3 separate regions of the Mus musculus genome follow, and regions 1 and 2 are each linked to region 3. Evidence: chromatin contacts called from public Hi-C and HiChIP or PLAC-seq data. All regions are on one chromosome and are shown on one strand. Each heading gives the region's core, a stretch centred on a gene start, on an enhancer-like site or on the middle of the called end of the contact. The rest is flanking DNA. Distances are from core to core; before and after follow the strand shown.

Evidence for each region. Hi-C and Micro-C count contacts between places; a contact is called where the count stands out from the background. HiChIP or PLAC-seq counts read pairs in DNA pulled down with a chosen protein or histone mark.
Region 1: an H3K27ac HiChIP or PLAC-seq map of epiblast stem cells shows a contact between it and region 3, with 2.3 times the contacts expected there. The contact joins two enhancer-like sites. A contact is called at or near these places in 1 of 484 Hi-C or Micro-C datasets (nephron progenitors), 1 of 115 datasets of contacts at active chromatin or transcription factors (epiblast stem cells) and 1 of 9 other capture datasets (embryonic stem cells).
Region 2: a contact with region 3 is called in a Hi-C map of liver, with 2.1 times the contacts expected there. The contact joins two enhancer-like sites. A contact is called at or near these places in 2 of 484 Hi-C or Micro-C datasets (the N1E-115 cell line and liver) and 1 of 115 datasets of contacts at active chromatin or transcription factors (embryonic stem cells).

What each region holds. Positions count from the first base shown.
Region 1 is chr12:52,183,779-52,187,981 of GRCm38.p6, forward strand. All of the region lies in intron 6 of Nubpl (nucleotide binding protein-like), which reads left to right. Among named protein-coding and RNA genes, the nearest start is that of Nubpl, 88 kb to the left of the region's middle. Within about 2 kb of position 2,868, at least 68 of the 459 cell types and tissues checked have an H3K27ac peak or open chromatin away from gene starts, as enhancers often do. A contact at or near this core is called in epiblast stem cells, where this site is marked.
Region 2 is chr12:52,571,534-52,575,424 of GRCm38.p6, forward strand. It overlaps a transcript of Arhgap5 not described here. Among named protein-coding and RNA genes, the nearest start is that of 1700031P21Rik, 29 kb to the right of the region's middle. Within about 2 kb of position 2,013, at least 1 of the 459 cell types and tissues checked has an H3K27ac peak or open chromatin away from gene starts, as enhancers often do. A contact at or near this core is called in liver, where this site is marked.
Region 3 is chr12:52,395,323-52,399,369 of GRCm38.p6, forward strand. No RefSeq gene overlaps it. Among named protein-coding and RNA genes, the nearest start is that of Gm40423, 36 kb to the left of the region's middle. Within about 2 kb of position 1,264, at least 97 of the 459 cell types and tissues checked have an H3K27ac peak or open chromatin away from gene starts, as enhancers often do. A contact at or near this core is called in epiblast stem cells and liver, where this site is marked.

The DNA of each region.
Region 1 (4,203 bases), core at 1,618-4,117, 210 kb before region 3:
GATGTCAGGCAGATGAAATATTTTTGGGAAAGAAGTCTGTAATTCTAAGTTCAAACCTAAAATGAGGGAAGGGCAGATGAGGTAAAATAGCAAGAGTAAATAAATTACTCTTGCCTTGATCTTCCTAGTAGAAGGGGAAAGATAATGAGTTTACTTAGTAACACTTTCACAAGTCTCAGTATTTTGAAAACTACATGGAAAGATATCTCCCACTCATTTTCTCCACTTGAACATTTTAATTTGGTGGGTTGAAAGCAGGGCCAAAGAGTTAGTATATCTAGTTATATTTTTCCCCGAGTTCTAAAATTAGTTAGTGGTGTATAGGGACTCTGTTAAACCACGCTGAGCTCCCAGAGGGTGAGCTGGGTGATTGCACTTCGCGCCACCCTCCAGACTTTTCTGGATTCACGAATGAAAAGACAAGCCCATTATTACTTTTAATATGCCTTACTACCTCAATGGCTGGGCCACTCCTGAACTTCAACATGACAAACACACTCTGCTCCAATATTCCTGAGTTGTCTTGCTAAATCTGTATTTCATTTCTGCTACCCCAGACCCAATCTGTGGAGTGTCTGCTGGGGCCATTTTCCTGGATTCTCACATGTAGGCGGGCTTTTAAGTCAGATCTTGCTGCTTCTCATGCCACGGACTGGGCTCAGTTGGCCCCACTCAATCCGTGGGAGTCAGGGTCTCCGACAGATGGGCATAGAGTTGGCGAAAATGGGGTGACAAACAGACAGGACACAAGGGGGTGTGCTGAATCTGAATGCAGTTTGTCAATTCGAGCATCAAACTTTTTATACAGAAGAAAATAGGGAAGTTAGGTGACACATCAGCAAGGTACAAATGAGGTTACAGGATGCTTAATGACTCTTACACAAAACAGAGGAATGCAAACACAAAGACTGGCAGGAATTGGGCAATAAAACAACTGAGACGAAGTCAGCTCTATTTAAGGTCAGCTATAGTCTTAGAAGCCAGGGTGAGATCTTTACACTCCGGGGCAAGGGCTTTCATGCCTAAGTCATGGTTCTAATTAGGGAGTTCCTCTCTAGCTAACCTTCTCATGAATAATGCAATACTCTAGTTCCTCCTTAAACCACAGCCCAATCTACTTCCTAAACCATTTTAAATTCCTGTATATGGGAGCGACTTGGTTTCCTCTTGGGAATCCTCAAAGTCCTTCCTCTGTCCCTCTGCCCAGCCACTGGCCTCTGGCTCTTGATTGACCCATCAAAAAACCAACTGTTGGCAGGGACAGAATTCCCATGTAAGCACAAATCAAATCCCCAACACAGTCGTGCTGAGGACATACTTTTAGGTTCTTCCAGAGGAATCAGTGAAGATAAAGAGATGAACGGCACCGTCCCAGTGTAGCAGCCAGGATGCTAAACATCAAAGCATTTGTGACCCTCCATAGTATCTCTGTAAAGCCGTAGACTCTATGGACAAATCTGGTGCTGGATCTAGAGCTAGAAGTAGCACTGCAGAAAATCCAAAGGGGAAAATATCCAGTCAATTTGGAAGAGAATCAAGGAAGTTAAATTCTGTTTGTGCAAGACACATAGCCAGGAGGAATCTAGAGCCAGGGCAAAACAGATGGGATTCAATAATTGAGACTCTCCTGTGATGTGGAACTTTGTGCGGAGTCCCAGGTAAATTAGTTGTGTTCGAAGAAGTAAGGGTATTAGAAATTTGAGACTATTTAAAAAATGTTATTTTAGTATATGAATTAAATAGAATTTGAAAGTGGAGTTATGTGAGGAAAGTCAGATCTAATACACAGAGAAAAGAGTCAAGGATCAAGGTGTCACACAGTAGAGTAGGAGCCAAGTTGCTAGATAAACTGTGAGATATCCAGGTAGGTTGAGTACTAGAGATATAAGGGATAATTTAGGGCATGTCCACACTTTAAAGAAGAATCTGGTATTTAAATGAGCTTCCTGTATTTTTTTTTCTATATTTTGCTAGGAAGTGACCCTGTTAATATGGGAACAAGAATGAAGTTGGGAGAGGCTGGGCATGCCATTTCTGTAAGGCAGGTCCCTTGAGAGCAAATTCAACATTATACCAAGGACTGGTTAGTATTGAGTTCAGAATGCAGCAAGGAGTCATTACAATGCCCTGACCATGAATGGGAGGTGGAAGAATTACTCTAACATAGTGAAACACCCTTCACTATGTAGTAGTTGGCAGCTACTTTAACCCATTTACATTAGCTTCTGAGGATATCTTAATCCTCAGAATACAGAAGTGATAGGATTGGAAGTTTATTGATTTCAACTTGCCAATTTCTTGTAAAATATCTGTATGTTTTCACCTGGTCTTCTTGGAACCTCATGTGTTAAAAGGAAGGGAGAAGATTGGTGAGTAAATATGGGGTGTGTTTGGGACTGTGTAGGACGTAAAACCATGGCAGGAAGTTTGATAAGGTAGAGCAGGTCAAGACCCAGAGACTAGGTGGGCACATGCCTGAGGCTGAGGTAACTCCCAGCTCCCTGCCAGACTCCTGACTTGGAACACATGCCATGCTTCTCACATAAAAGAGACTTGTCCCAAAATAGAGTTCTTCATGCTAATGAGGTATCTAGAGGCCCAGAGGGCTTAGTCAGTCAGCTTCCCTTTCCAGACATTCCTTCCTGCCAAAGGTATTTCATCTCAGGCCCACCCTGAGAAAGGGGCCATGGTTTTACACATCCACTTTCCGTCATGACAATAAGCTGTTTAGAACCATGGACTGCTTCTTTTTCACCAAGATCCACCTTGGGGAGCCATGAAGAAGGCCTTTGCCTACAGAGTGGCAGCTTAATCTCCTGTGGAAGGCCTCTCTGTGCTCCCAGCTGCAACCCCCTCCCCCCACCCACCCTGCCTACAACCCAACAGGAGTGCATTCTGTGATGCACTGCAGAAAAGTATGTCAGGATATAAAAGCAGAAAACCAGGCTGAGAAATGCTGGAATGTATTAGTACTGAATTTATTACTGTTTCTTCTTATTCTCCTCATGTTTGAGATAATGTGTTTTCTATTTTCTGTTTTGATCTTAATCTTTAAAGGTAGAACAATTTAGTGTCTTCTACTCCATGAATTACAACTGGTTTTTAATTTCTCCGTTAGGATTCCTGAGGAAGTTTTTTTTTTTTTCTTAGAATCTTTAAGTTTGGAAATATAGGATATTGGGAAAAAAATAATCATAGTGCTTAGAGAAAGAAGTGGAGAAGGGAAAACTTCCAAGTCTGGGAGAAGGGGACACCCGCCTCGGCACAGCACACACTCGGAACTGGGGATTTTGGCAGTAGTTTCAGAGGTTTTAGTTCAGTCTCTCATATCCCAAATGTGGAGCAGATGCCAGGTTTTTTCTCTCTAGGGCTCTGATAATGGCATATAATGAGTGGTTGTTTCCTAGCAACTAGAGAAGCAGTTCATTTTAGCTGATCCTGCAACAGGAATGAGACATTTCCCCTTGATAGTTGGTATTAGTGATTTCCCTGACAATGGAATTTCACTTTTGAATAAGGAATGCTCTCAGCCCTTGGTTTCCTAAAGAATTTTTCCTTTGAGTTGGGCTAAACTCTGCTTAATCCTGTATAAAATGAAAAAAGAAAATGTTTGAACTCCCCTAAGTACCTCTCCTGGGAAGGGCCAAACGAGTTTGATACGTAGTTTTGCAAATGGCAAGTGATTATACAAGAAGCTATAATAGGCCTGTTTTTCCCAGTGTTTAATTAACAACCAAGTTCTTTTCTGTATTTAATGTTTGCAAGAATAGAGGTTTATTAGGTAATGGCTAATGTCTTGTGGAAATAAGTATATATAAAGTTTTATTAGCAGTACTATTTCATATGAAGTGTACATAGCAAAAGCATGCATTATCCGGTGATGCAAGCTGTTTTCTCTATCATATTCATTATTCTACCCACAGATCACAGGTAGGCACTTATCAGAGTTCAGTTTAAGGTTAGTAGTTGTAAGTATTTGCATTTAACTGAGTCAAGTTCTAAAATTCTTCTTGTTGGGCAGTCGTGATAACTGCAGGAATCTGTGACTGTGGCCACAAATGGTGGCAAGAAGACATTGCAACACATGAGTTTCTTTGTTGTCATTCATAGTTGGCCAGTTTCTAAGGAGATTATTCATTTTTCTTCTTTTGACATATAAATAATAGAAAGTACTTTGTTATACAGTAAGTTTCAAAGGCTCTT
Region 2 (3,891 bases), core at 763-3,262, 180 kb after region 3:
TCCTGGAGGATGGAGAAAAGGGGAATCACAGGATTTCATATTCTCATCTTAGTTGAATGGTGAGAAATTAGTTTTTATGAAAATTTTAGAAGTAGCCAAATTGATTTTGGAAAACCAGTGAATGACAGAGGAAGTTAACATTTTTTATATTTAGTATTACAGTGTTGACATTTCTTGCTTACCAGTTGTTAGAACTGTTAAAATTTGCAAATATATATTTGTGTGTTTATATATACATGCCTAATATACATCTGTAAGTAGCTGTCAAAGAATTTGTGGTTGAAAAACCAAACTTGTTAATCACCATAGTGCAGATTTTATTTTTGGTTTCTTGAATTGGTAAAGTCACCATGAGTAATTTAGTAATGGACTCTCCTAACATAACATGTTTTCAAATTTATATTGTTTTTTTCTTCAACATAAGCAATACAGATTTACCAACTGATCCAAGTCTTTTTAATTATCTATATTTCCTCACTAGATCATGTGTGTGTGTGTGTGTGTGTGTGTGTGTACGTACTTGAATTGTGAATGCTTTGGTCACTATTGTCTAAATCTAAAATATTTTGTCAGTTTTATGTTTGAAGCTCTTCCTCCTGATTTTTGTTCTTTCATTTTGTCCAGATAAATTTAGGTGTTCAAGAAATGATAACTAGGATCAGAAACAATATGTATTACTATCATTTTTTATATAGGAGTCCAAATTAAGTTTGTAGATTAAATTATTAAAAATAACACAATATTTTTAAAAAAACAGAAAAACAGAAAGCTAGCTGTATCCTCCCATGTTACTTCTTAAAATTTCTCCTCTGTTTGCCATTTTTTGGCAGTCATACATGCCTGCGGGATATTTCCTTTTAGTTAGAACCTTGTAAGTGAGGCTTTCTAACTGTACTTTAAAAATGCAAATTGTTTTATCTAATACTTCAGTTACAAAATAACTGTTGTTACCTTAAAATTATTATTTCCATGGTATAGATCAGGAATTAGCCCTTTTTCTCCTTTAGGAAGTCAGATAATAAATATATTAAAATGTTCAGGCCATTTGATCACTATAGCACTACTTATTTTAACTATAGTCTGTAAGTAGCCATTAACAAAATAGAAATGAATGTGAGTGTTCTAACTAAATTATTAGGCCAGTAGAATTTAGTTGGCTGATCACTGGCATAGATTGTTAGTAAAATTAAAGCCTCCAATCTATTTCTGTATCTGTATGTAATAGTTGATTATTCATAATACAGATTGAAGTAAAATTTTAGTTATAGGAAATAAATAAGAAGCATGATATATGAAGGTTCTTATTTATATTCTGAAGGATAACCTAAAGAATTTTGAGTGTGATGATTATATAGTATTTGCTAATCATTAAAATATTACACTTTAGTAGATTTTTTTGAGGATCATCAGATTGCAAAGATATATGCCACTTAATGAGTTGTCTCAAGCATGTGTGCCTCACTCACCAGTACTTAGATTCTTGAGAGAAATCATATGGAAGAGACAATTCAGCAGAACATTCAGACCATGTGTTTTCACTGGACATTGGAGAGTTCAGAATGGAGAAGACTATACGTGTACTCATAGAAAACATGTTGTGCTTTGGTATTTCTAATCAGTAGAGAAATTATATTGCATATAGAGGGAAAAGTCGCCAGAAGATCATATATCTTCTTCACAACTATATCCTCTGGTCATAACAAAATAAACTTGATGGCAGATCAGAGAATTTACTCTTGCAAAATGAATGAATTGGCCTTGAAAAAGCATTTACCCAGAACTCCATGTTGAAAACTGTTAGATACTGAATGAAAATGATGTTAACTATAACCAGCCTCCAAAGTGACCCTCAGTGATCATGGTCTGTGGAATTCACATTGTATAAGGCTCGACTTTTTTTGTTCAAAAGCTATTCTATGTGATTGCAAGCATCTACTGTGAGCATAAAGCACCAGTTGACTGCAAGTTAAGCTAGAACTAGATAACCATGTTTGTTTGCTCAGTCAAAGTCCAAGGGCCAAAGCATAACAACAAGATTATTTAGAATTTAACGTCCAACAAAAGTGGGGCTTTGGTCAGTGAGTAGGCTCTGCTTGTTGCCAAGTCTAATAATGAGTTGGACCCTAGAACACATTTTGTACAAGGAGAAAACTACAATAACATCTGTCCTCCCCACATGCCTTCATGCACACACCCACATACATACATACAATTAATATCCCTTGTGGATTAAGTAGGTTTTCTGTATGAGAATGTATTTTTAAGGGATTCAGACTGCTGCTTTACATGATCTGAAGTAAATAAAAGAACTTTTAGAAGTTACATTGGGGGAAAAAAGAGCCACATTAAATTGTACTTGTAATTCCAAGTTTACATGCATCCATTTGACTTTGCAGGTGAGTTTTACTAAATCTTTAAAGCCTTTACTAGATTGATCAAGCCCACATAAACTTGCCAACAAAATTCAAAAGAATATAGCTGAGGTAATCTTCATGAATTTAAATGCAAATAACCATTTGTATGTAATGAAATTTATAATTAAGAGTTAATTTTGAAAAAACAATGCAGAATAAAGGAAAAGTATGTGATTATGTCAGATATAAAAAGTTTTTTTAAAAATTTCATATAGGTATACAAATATGATCAGCTGGTGTTGTCATACTGTCTTCAGGCAAACGAAAAAGAAAATAAAGACAAAAAAAACTAAAAACATCACTGGATATGCAGGACACTCAGTCCTACAAGGTTCAGCTCAGCAGAATAATGCAGTTATAAGTTATTATGACCTAAGGAATAAGAAAGAACAGGTCTTTTGAATTGTGCTTCATCTTTTGTCCCCTACTACAGACAGGCACAGTATATAAAAGTCCATCTGCTGGACTTTTTATAGCCTTTGAAGACAAAACAGAGACGAAGGCCCCTCAGCTTTGGCATTGTTGGTATTTGGACACGATGGTTATTTGTATTGAGAGATGTCTTGTATATTGTAAGATCTCTAGCAACATCCCTGACCTTTACCAGAGTTAATGCCATTAGCATTCTTACCTACCCCATGAGCAGAGATGCAAAATGGCTTCAGACTTCTAGCGTTTTACAGAACAAAATTAACCATAGTTTGAATCTAACCTACATCTACTTTGAATTCTGATAAAACCTATTCTCACAAAGAGGAGCCTGCCAGACCCAAAACAATCAAGGAAAACTTCTCAGAAAACACACGTTTATGTTCTGACACCTCTTTCTTGAGCTGTACCATGTAGGTGACCATAGTGGAGAGGTAAGTAGCAGGGAAGATGTAATGAATGTATGCAATGTACCTTAGGAACATGCAGTAAGCTTCTGAAACAAGACCACATTATCTGAAACAAGGCTACATGTTCTTAGACTCGGGAATACATGACAACCATGCGTGTCAAGCTGACAATGAGATGAGTTTGGTAGACTTCAGTGCAAACAGATAACAGCAACCCATTATAAAGTAAGGACAATCCACCTGGGTTTGCACCTGAGCAGAGTTCGGCAGCACACATATCACTTGTGCTGTTCCCCTGCCCTGGTCGTACATTCTCCATCCCTCAACGTATACCTATGGTGTGAAAGACCCTGTATAATCAAATGGAAAATGTAGAAGTCTTTGGTATCCAAACTAATCAGGAAGCATATTGCCTCTGTTTGACTATCAGTCTAGTAGACAATATATGCCATGATTACTCCAGGGCCCAGTTGCCAGAAAAGTAGCTTAGAGGCCTCCAAAATTACACAAAGTAGCTAATCCTAAACTGTACTTTGTCTTGTGTTTTCTTAAACACCAATAAAAGCATTGGCTTAATGCTTTCCCTTTGCTCCTTTTTTTTTTTTTTTTTTTTTTTTTTTGCTTCCTGACCATCCTGA
Region 3 (4,047 bases), core at 14-2,513:
AGCCGGACCTTTGCCTGTCTGGGCCTCAGATCCAGTCGCAGCAGGAGTCCTTGAATTAGAATAAAGTCACTCTGCATGCAGACAACAGGCTGTGCATCTCAGGAGTCCAGTAGGCTCCTCTCAAGTGCCCTTCCCCACCCCCCACCCCCACCCCCCAAGATGACCTCAAGGGGTTTCAAGGTCCTGTCTGTCCTGGGCTGACAAGTTACTGTGTATGTTTCCTCACCAACCACCCAGGAACAGTCCTGTGAAAAAGTGCTGGTGACGAGTCTACACTTAAGCCTACATTTGGTGGGAAACAGCCAGACATGATTGGCAGCGTCTTTCCTAGGTGTGGAAGGGAGGGCTCACATGTATTCCAGGTATTTGTTGTTAAGGGCCTGGCTCTATGGTCTTAGATCCAGTCTTCTATGGTTTTAAACATCTTTATTCAGCTCACAGATTCTCCTCATGGATGCATCGCACAGCACTGTGTCTTCCTTGATAAGAATAGCATGCTTAAAAGCACACATTTGCACTTTATTTTAACTGCCCTTCTTAATACAGTGATTTTTGGAGGAAGGATTTTTTTTTAATGCTACAGAGTTCTTTGGGGGAAAAAAACGTTAGAAATAGATACTTGAAATTTTTCACCCAATAAATGAGGCTTTACTGGTAATTACTATATGCCAAGCTTATAAAAATGAAACGACACAGACTCTCCTTGCAGAAGCCCATGCTCTGGGCTGGAAAAGTCACATGCTAACAAGTACTATAGCTGTATCATGAAGTGTTCCCTCCAAGGGAAGCTGCTATGGTATTCTTGGAAATACAAATGTTTTCTTCACTCGTTTTCCTTTTCTGAAGAGGCTGAGCTGCTGCAGGAAGATCTACACCCGCCCAGTTGTGTTCCATCAGGGATTCTCAATTCAGAGTGCCACAGATCCTCTGTGCCTGTAAAAATGCTTCCAAGCAGCAAGCAGCCCCTGAACTGGCTGCTGTTCCCAAGCGAGGTGGCGGCAGCTCTCAGCCTCCTGCGGTCCATGCTGCTGCTTCCCTGTGCTCCTCGTGTTAAGTGCTTAGCTGTCTACTTAGCTCATGAACAATCTGTTCCCTAGCCCTGAGGCCTCGGGCTCCAGCCCCTTCACCTACTCATATTGGGAACTTCATCTGAAATCAGCACCGCTGCCCGTTCTTAGCACTGCCAGTCCACTCAGGCCAGTCCTGACCCTGAGTCATCTGGCATGCACAGACCCATTTCCACTAAGGGTCACTGTGTCAGGAGTCACCCATGCAGCTGCAACGTGGTGTGGCGGGAGAGCTGGGAAATGCCTGTGCTGCTTTGGCGCTGTCCAGGTATTTCCGCATTTGTTTTCCTAGTGACTCCGGGCTGAGTTACAGGGCTCATCAGCATGTTTGGCAATACAGAGGCACAGCCTTGGCCTGGAGACGGCTTCAGCCATCTGTTCTTTTCAGTGATAGGGAGAATGAGGCTGGGTTTGCTAGAGCCTGAGAAACACAGCAATGGTTTCTGAGGAGTGTGATCAATCCCGGTGCACATTTGGCTTTGCGTTTGTCTACGGGGATACCTAAAGTCACTGGGTGGTGGCCAGAAACTTGTGGTCAGAAACAGAAGGCAGGTTGTTGGTTTCTGAGGACTCAGGGAAGAGAGTGGGAAGTTGGGATAAATGGCTACAGAATGTTTAGAGTAGAATGATACAAATATTCTAAAATTAGAGAAGTAATATTTGCCCAACTCTACAAATACCCAAATCCCCTGTATCATATACTTTAGCAGAGCTGGGGGTCAAACCCAGGACTTTGTGCAAGCTAGGCGAGTACTGTCTACCCCTTACCCTAAATTACAAAGTTTAGAGGGTCTTTTATTGGATAGAGAGTATATCTCAATAAAGACATTGCTTTAAAAAGAAATCCATAATTTATAGTGAAAATAAATCTGAAAAGTTAGTCCACGAATTCCCGCAGTGTGTTCCTCAGTGGACTTATGAAATTATGCCAAATTTGTATCCTCACTTGAGGGGTTAAGTCAGCTGGAAAGGCAGGTATGCCCTGGACACAGGGCCCCAACCTCTACTTTCTCTCTGGAAGACTGGATCTGTCTTTGAGGGGACACATAGCGTTCATGTGGAATTGCCCTCAGCTGTGGTATCTGACCTCAACTCCTTCTATGACCAAAATCAAAAACCCTCCAAACAATCTTCTAAACTCCACAGGTTATACTTTTTAGCCTCTAGAAGTGTTCCACATCTGGCCCCCAACCTTCCCTCCAAACCAGACCCTGAATGACCCTGATAAATGCAACCCAGTTGTCCAACACCCACCTCTCTCCTGCAGAACAAAACCAATTGCAAACAGATGGGAATTTCCACGTGGGCCAAATGGACATCAGGCAGGAGAACAGAGGGACCCTGTTGGGAGATGTTGCCTAGTAGGGAGGCAGGCAGGAGTTCACTTCCTGGGGGCCCACTGGCTGTAAAGTGCTCTGAGATATGAGTACCCCAGGGGAGGGGAAACTGTAGAGGCCAGCACAGCTAAGTGCTGTATTTGGCAACTCCAGGAGGAAAGGGCTGGTGGGAGGACAGGAAGACTCAGAGCTTCTAGAAAGCAGACACTTCCTACTTAAAAGATGTCTGAGGAGTTGAGTGGGGACTCATGGGGCCTTCTGTGAAGACCTGGACTGGATGGGAAGTTCATTTGACAGAGAGAATAGAAACAAGACAGTTCATTTTTATTTTTGATGAAGTGAAACTTCAGCTTTAAAAAAAAAAAACAAAAAAACCAACAACAACCAAAATCTTGTGGTAACCAAAGTCTATTTCACAGATAAACACAGAAAAGCGCCATTGGCTATAGACATCCACCTTCAGGAACTGTGCCCTGAAAACCACGTGAGTGGCTGTTTGAAGGTCATGAATGGATTTGACTGAGCTGTCTAGCAGGAGAAGAAAACAAGCAAGCAGAAAGGGAAGAGTTTAAAATAACAAGGGGAATCTTTAAATAGAGCTATAGAGCTGCATAATGAACCTAGTCCAAGGGTTACAAACAAGCTTTTCCTTCAAAGTTTCTATGGTAACTAGATAGAATCTACAGCAAGAGTGTTGTTAATGAAATACTTCTGGGCCAATGTGTAGCAGTTAAGTAATGCATAGTGACTTTGTACAGGCTCCAACACAGGTCATGTTTTAGCTGCTGTGTCCTTGATTCCTAGCAAAAATTAGACATTGAATATGGTGAGACTCGGGTTACTACAGGCCCTGATTTATCTCCATAGCAGAAATCTTGAAGGCTGGTGTTGATCCAAATCACTTGGAATGAAAAGAGATCGCCCGCTTCCTGGTTCCCCTGCCTTCAGCAACAGTTTAGGTCCATTTGACACATGTGCAGTGTTAATTTGGACAGTTAGAGTAAGTGCTTGTGACTAACTAATTTTATCTGTACACAAAGAACAAACACAGTCTGCCGAGGTAAGTTGGAAGCTATTTTTGAACGTGTCTAGGAAGCAGTGGAAAGGCTTGGACATGGGGGCCAAGCAATGATCCTCGAATCCAGCCAATTGTGAGCAATGAATCACAGAGCAGATTGCTGAACCTTCCTTTCTGTCTCAGTTTCTCATGAAATGAGCCCAAAGATAGAATTGACCTAAAAGTTGGCTGATGGATTAAAGGAGATTGAAATATATATTATGTCCATAAAAACCTGCCTACAAACATCACATTTGCAACATATGTCCTAGAGTTCTTTCTCTGATGTCATTTTGGCTGATGTAGTCCCAACTCCCATTGTAAGATCAGAAAACCCTGAAACTAAAACTTTACAAAGCACAAATGGGAAAAAAATTGCAAACCAATATTCTTCATGACTGTAAATATACAAATTCATAAATAAAATGTGTAATAAGAATTTTTGGCAAGTCAATAGGTCTATAAACTTTGGTTAGGTAGAATCATTTAAGTTATCAATACTATCAACACTAATACATTTTGAGCCCCAGACAATGCTGGGTCCACGTATATAATATTTTATCCCAGCCTCAATGTCATCATTTTA